Regions from separate parts of the Thunnus albacares genome. Here region 1 is linked to region 2. The links are chromatin contacts, called in public Hi-C maps. All regions are on one chromosome and are shown on one strand. Each heading gives the region's core, a stretch centred on a gene start, on an enhancer-like site or on the middle of the called end of the contact. The rest is flanking DNA. Distances are from core to core; before and after follow the strand shown.

The links. A called contact is a pair of places that touch in the nucleus more often than the background predicts.
Region 1: a Hi-C map of muscle shows a contact between it and region 2, with 6 times the contacts expected there. The contact joins the promoter of srsf11 here to the promoter of fam43a in region 2. A contact is called at or near these places in 2 of 2 Hi-C or Micro-C datasets (muscle and an unstated tissue).

Annotation. Positions count from the first base shown.
Region 1 is chr9:16,835,461-16,838,481 of fThuAlb1.1, forward strand. srsf11 (serine/arginine-rich splicing factor 11) reads left to right here and starts at 1,334. Exons shown (of 12, transcript XM_044360959.1): 1 at 1,334-1,698; 2 at 2,995-3,021. The coding sequence starts at 1,577. It overlaps xxylt1 (xyloside xylosyltransferase 1), which reads right to left and starts at 455. Exons shown (of 6, transcript XM_044361883.1): 1 at 1-455.
Region 2 is chr9:16,674,465-16,677,557 of fThuAlb1.1, forward strand. fam43a (protein FAM43A) reads left to right here and starts at 1,500. Exons shown (of 2, transcript XM_044362336.1): 1 at 1,500-1,588; 2 at 1,701-3,093. The coding sequence starts at 1,727. The coding sequence ends at 2,767. It overlaps lsg1 (large subunit GTPase 1 homolog), which reads right to left and starts at 61. Exons shown (of 14, transcript XM_044362324.1): 1 at 1-61.

The sequences.
Region 1 (3,021 bases), core at 84-2,583, 160 kb after region 2:
GAAGCCTAGCAACAAAATACTGTGACGCAACCTTGACCACACCCACTCTGGGTTCAGCCGTATTCCGAGTCGTGATGCCTTTACGGACTATTGGAAAATAAATGAGCTTGTAATTTTGGCATGTGAACGAAAATTCCAACATTATCAGCCTTTTGAAAACGAATTAAAACTCTTCTTTAATTCCTTAGAAAGACTTAAATGGCTTAAAGCATAGGTTTGCATTTTTTGTGTCTTGTGCGCCCATATAAATACTGAAAGTCATAATTTTATATTTGCAAATCTGTGATCTTTGATCTAACATGGCACCTTGCATCAACGCAACTTGTATTATCACTATTATTACTATTATTATTAATTGCACACTGTATATTGTTTACTCCTGGACAATACTTTGTACATTTAATCTCATTCTCTTCAATTTAAACTTGTAGCAGCTCTTCTCACTTACTTTTTTTTTTTTTTTTTTACAGAAAATTTCTTATTTAGGACTACTTAATTTTGTGTATATTTTTGACTGTTATGCACTACAACACCAAGGCAAAATACAGTAATTTTGTGCAAAAATGCATTTAAAAGTTTATCTGAAGCTTATATGAGGCCTCAGCAGTCTGTGTTAGTCACATCGAGTTGATATTTGCCACATTTACAGTCTTTTTAGCATTTTAGATTCCTTTTAGATTCCCTCTTTGTGTTTCCTCAGACAGTGTTTCCCTGTTGAGCTGCAGTGCAAGTATAGTAACAAAAAGAGGGACTTTGGCACTAAAAAGAATGTAATGTTGAATGATAATTACTTTATTCAGCTAATTTAATAATAATATAATAATAATAATAATAATAATAACAAACTTTATTTCTATAGTGCCTTTCAAAACCAGAGTTACAATGTGCTTCACGAAATACAGTACCATAAAATATAGGTGCAAAGACAACGAATATAGAGAAATAAAACAAACAATTTAGAGGAACAACATACACAGAAAATGCAGTAAAGAAGTAGTCAAACATAGAGAGATAAAATATAAAATAACCACATTTGAGTAGACGTTATGAAATATTATACAAATGCCAGTCTGTACAGGTGGGTTTTTAAAAGCTTTTAAACTATGACACTGATTCAGCTGATCTGATACTGAGGGGGAGTTTGTTTTAGAATTGGGCTACTGAAGCTTCATATTAGCTTCAGATAAACTTTTAAATGCATTTTTGCCCTGAATAAGGCTTGTGGATTTTGGCATCCATCACTTACATTATGAAGGGATCTTTTAATGAACCCGCCCTGAATGGGGCGCGTTGTTTTTGCTCCAGTGAAACTCACGAGTACGAGTTTACTAACAACACGTGAATGCAGCATCACTGTCACGACATTTTCGGTAGCGGCATTGTTGCTCTCTGCTTGCGGCCGTTGTCTTCTTGTCCGTTACACAAGCTAACCACCTGGTTTCTACAACAAAGATGCTAGTTTTTGCATTTGCCTAATGTTGTTTTCCTCGTAAACGTTACCTAGCCGGTCTTTTTTGTTTTAAATTCAGGCACGTCGCTAGCACAAAGCTAGCTAGCTTGATTAGCACTCGCGAAAATGAATTCCAACACGCACGTCATTCAGGTGACAAATGTTTCGCCGAGCACAACGTCCGAGCAAATGAGGACTCTGTTTGGATTCCTCGGAAACATAGAGGAGCTCAAACTGTTTCCACCTGAGTGAGTATTCTGGACAATATGTTAGTGAAACATTTTTCCTGCCAAGCTCACGCTGGGCTCTTCGTGAGGCCTGTATGGTCGAGCAGGCCTCGTGGCTCGGCATGCTAATGCTAACGTTTGCCCGCGTCTTTACGAGTGCAGCAGCAGTCACTCCCCTTAATGGTGCTACATGAGGGACACTTTATCCTGTTGTGTGGTTATGTCTGAGTGATTTAGCCCAGATTTAAATCCCCTCTCTCCTACAGACGACAGGATGTAACTAGTGCTGAAACAACTAGTGTTAGTCGAATAGTTGATTATCTGAAAACTACTAACTGTTTCAATTAACGATTAGGTTAACTTAATTGTATAAGTCAAATACCTTGATGAAATGTTTTTTAGTAATGATAGTTTGTTCCAGTTTCTCCAGTGTGTGGATTTGCTTCTTTTCAGGGTTATTACGACACTGTAAATCATACAGAGCTGAACTATCAGTCGATTAATCAATAGACAGAAATGTAGTCGGCTGCAATTTTGACAATCAATAATTTAGGTTAGTAATCAGTGTAAAGGCCCCCTAATCTCTGGATCCCAGCATGTCAAAAGTGAGGCTTAGCTGCTCCTCTTTTTGTTATATCATTGTAAATTAACTATATTTGTTGTTTTTTAGGGTTTGGTTAGATAAAACTAGCAATTTGAAGACATCACGGTTGAATTTGGGATATTATTAGAAGCGACATTTCATACCATATCGCTCAATCAATTAATGAAACAATTATCTGTAGAATAATCTAAAGTGATTGTTGCAGCCTTAAGTTTGCATATATTTGGGTTTTGGACTGCTTGTTAGACATAACAGGCTACATGAAGAGGTCAACTTGAACTCTGGATAGTTGTGAAGGGCATTTGTTACTTCATTCTTACATTTCATAGACTAAACAATTAGTCCAGTATTTGGGAAAATGTATAATATTGATTGCTCATATATGAAAACAGACATTTTCACAAACATTGACTATGTTAGGAAATAATTGTTTTTTGCTTTTGTATTTTCCTCAATCGAATAAGACCTGGCCACTATGCAGGTAGGAAATGTTATAGGCTGCTTGTTGGGCAAGATCAAAAACAGGTCAGACATTGAACTTATCAGGAGACGTTGTTTTATCTTAAGGAGATACATTGAGCAAGCAGGAGAGACTGGTTTATAATCCATTATTAACTCAATTGTCCCTCGGGACACATACTAACAGTTTGAAGAAGGCATGTAGGGTGTACTTGTTTGTATTCTTTGCACAACATATCTGTATTTTCTTCCAGTGACTCTCCCTTGCCTGTGACTTCACG
Region 2 (3,093 bases), core at 250-2,749:
CAGCGACTCTGAACATATTACATTTAAATAGTCATTTCGTATATTAAATATAAAAATACTTCATCCTTGAAAGTCTTGGGGTGATAACTCGTTTGTTATAAGCATCTTCAGTAACGCAGCTATGGAACAGTCCACTTATTTGTCCAGCTGTCAAATGTGCCCTGAAGAAAATGGGACTATACCAACATTAGTTCCGCAGGGGTAGCGCATTTTACAGTCATTAATAAAATAGGCTACATATAAATACACTTCTCATTAATTTATTGCTAATAGATTATACATAATAAATGAAAGCTTCATATTGCGCAAAGTAACAAGTAAATCTTTCTCCACGATCACAAAACGCACTTCTGATGTGAACCAAAAGATGGCAGCATAAAGCAACATGAGGGTTACGCTGCTATCCTCACCCCACATTCATGAATATGATGAATTGACATAGTCTGACTACTATATTCTGTAGTCCGTACTCCCTATTTCTCGAAAGACAAACGCATTTAATTCAGACCACACGTTGTCCCGCGAACATTCTATAAGGAGGCTAATAATAATAATAATAATGATAATAATGATGATAATGATGATAATGATGATGATGATGATGATGATGATGATGATGATGATGATGATGATAACAATAACAATAACATCATCATCATCACCATCAACAATAATGCATTTATTTTGTACTGGACTTCTCATTCACAGCGAATCTCAAAGTGCTATAACATTAAAACATATAACATAACATAGCAAGAAAATAGCAATAGTTAAGATGAAAAAATCTTCCTGGAAGTCTGTGCTGCCCTCAGATGTGACTGCTGATGTTGATTTAATTCCATGACAGCACGCCACGCTTCTAATTTCGAAAAAATTCTTTAGTAACACATTAAAGGGAAGATTACTTTTGTCAAATCTAACTTAAATAACTGTGAGAAACAAAGCGAACACATTTAACAAAGACAACATGATTTGGGTTTGTGGTGGGAATGTGGCAGCCTATTGATGCTTAAGAAAAATCATGGATATTTTAATATAGAAATGTTGTCTGCTTGGGCTCAGCAGTGACTTTATAATGAAAATTTCATATCTTATCATTGATAAGATATGATAACCTGGTTATAATATCCCAGCAGAAAGTAACTGCTTGTGTAGTAAGATTTTAAAATTATTTCTGTATGTAAAATATAAAATGTAATAACATTCCAGTCATCTTTTGTAAGAAACTGTATGATGTTATTAAATGTTACTGTGTAATTGTTGCATTAAACTAATAATTCAGTGTTTGTGTCTGTACTTTAATTTATTTCCAAATAATTAATCTCACATATGTTCAAAATGATGCTGCAGTCATTTGAAAACAAGCAAGCAAACGTGAGAGTTTTGTATTAATGAACGCAGTCAACCCAAATTTATACGACTATTTTCATTTGGTTCAGTCCCCCCTACAGTCACACTGAAATGGTTTTTCCCAGTATATAAACCTCGAGGTTCGTTCCCCCTTCAGTAGACTGTAATCTGTACCACAAAGATTCAGGCTGTGGGACACCACAATGGACAAGAGCACTCCAGAGGATGCACAGATGAAGTACGGTGTCTTTGCGTTCAGTTCTCATAGAGTAGCTCATAAATGACCTGACAGTAAACACTTGTAGAATTTAGTAGTAATAAAAAGTTTTTTTTTCTTTCTCTCTCAGTAGACTTTGTTCCTGTTGACAGCGATAAAATGCTGCCTTGGAAGAAGAATAAGTTTGACCTGATAGAGGAAGATAAGCAGTCCAAGCAGAAGGGCTATGCGGTGAGTCTCAACTATTCTGCGCTCACCTCCTTCGCGAAGTCCTGCCCCGAGAGCGCACTCAACAGGGTGGGCAGCATGTTCAAGTCAAAGAGGAAAAAGGTGAAGATCACCAGCGAGGACCCTACATACACGGTGCTTTACCTGGGGAATGCCACCACCATCCAGTCCAAAGGTGACGGCTGCACGGACGTGGCGGTGAGCAAGATCTGGGGAAAGAGCGAAATGGGCAAGAACGGCACCAAGATGAGGCTGACGGTCAGCTCGCAGGGGATCCGGATGGTGCATGTGGACGATAAGGCCAGGCGGCCGGGACACTTGTACTTGCTGCACCGGATAACTTACTGCGTCGCGGACCCGAGGCTACCCAAGATTTTCGCTTGGATTTACAGGCACGAGATGAAGCACAAGGCCGTGATGCTGCGCTGCCACGCAGTGCTGGTGTCCAAGCCGGAGAAGGCAAAGGCCATGGCACTGCTGCTGTACCAGACCTCAGCAACAGCCCTGGCTGAGTTCAAAAGACTAAAACGGAGGGACGATGCCAGACACCAACAGCAACAGCTAATAGGGGAACAAACCATCCCGTTGGTTCCCCTCAGGAAGCTCCTGAACGGACAGTGTTACTACAAACCCCCGGTGGAGCGCAGCCGGAGCGCGCCCAAGCTGGGCTCCATCACGGAGGACTTGGTCGGGGAGGAGGAGGAGGAGAAAGCGATGCACTTCGAATGTGAGGACATTCTGGACACGGACGATGATTGTGTTACTAATGGTAAACAGGAGTTGACTCAGATTATTAATGACTTGGGGGAGATGAGCATAGGAAACGATGTGCAGACACTGAAAGCTGACCTCAGAGTCACCAGACTTCTCTCTGGAGAGAGCACGGGGAGCGAATCCTCCATAGAGAGCAACCAGGAGCCCCCTCTGCTCACTAATGGGTTTGAAGAGGTGAAGGTGCAGGAAATTGCCTGAATAATTAGGCATTTCTGTGCTCCTCTGACTCATTGTTTTGTTGAGCTATGATGTCTCCAGAAAAAAACATTTCCTCTTTCGTCAACCTTGTGCTGGAGTGTTTTTCTAATTTGTGCCTCCATGACTAATTTAAAGGATCCAGAAAAGATCCTCAAAGATTCTGGGACAATAACCAGCACAAGTTAGCTACAGAATTATATTTTAGGATTGTATACACCCATAAAAAATTGGAAAACAAGTGCATGCCCATTTGAGAGATGGCTGGTTGAACCGACAAAACCCCAGTGCGCCTTAGGACGCACAGCACTAATTCCATCTCTTTTATT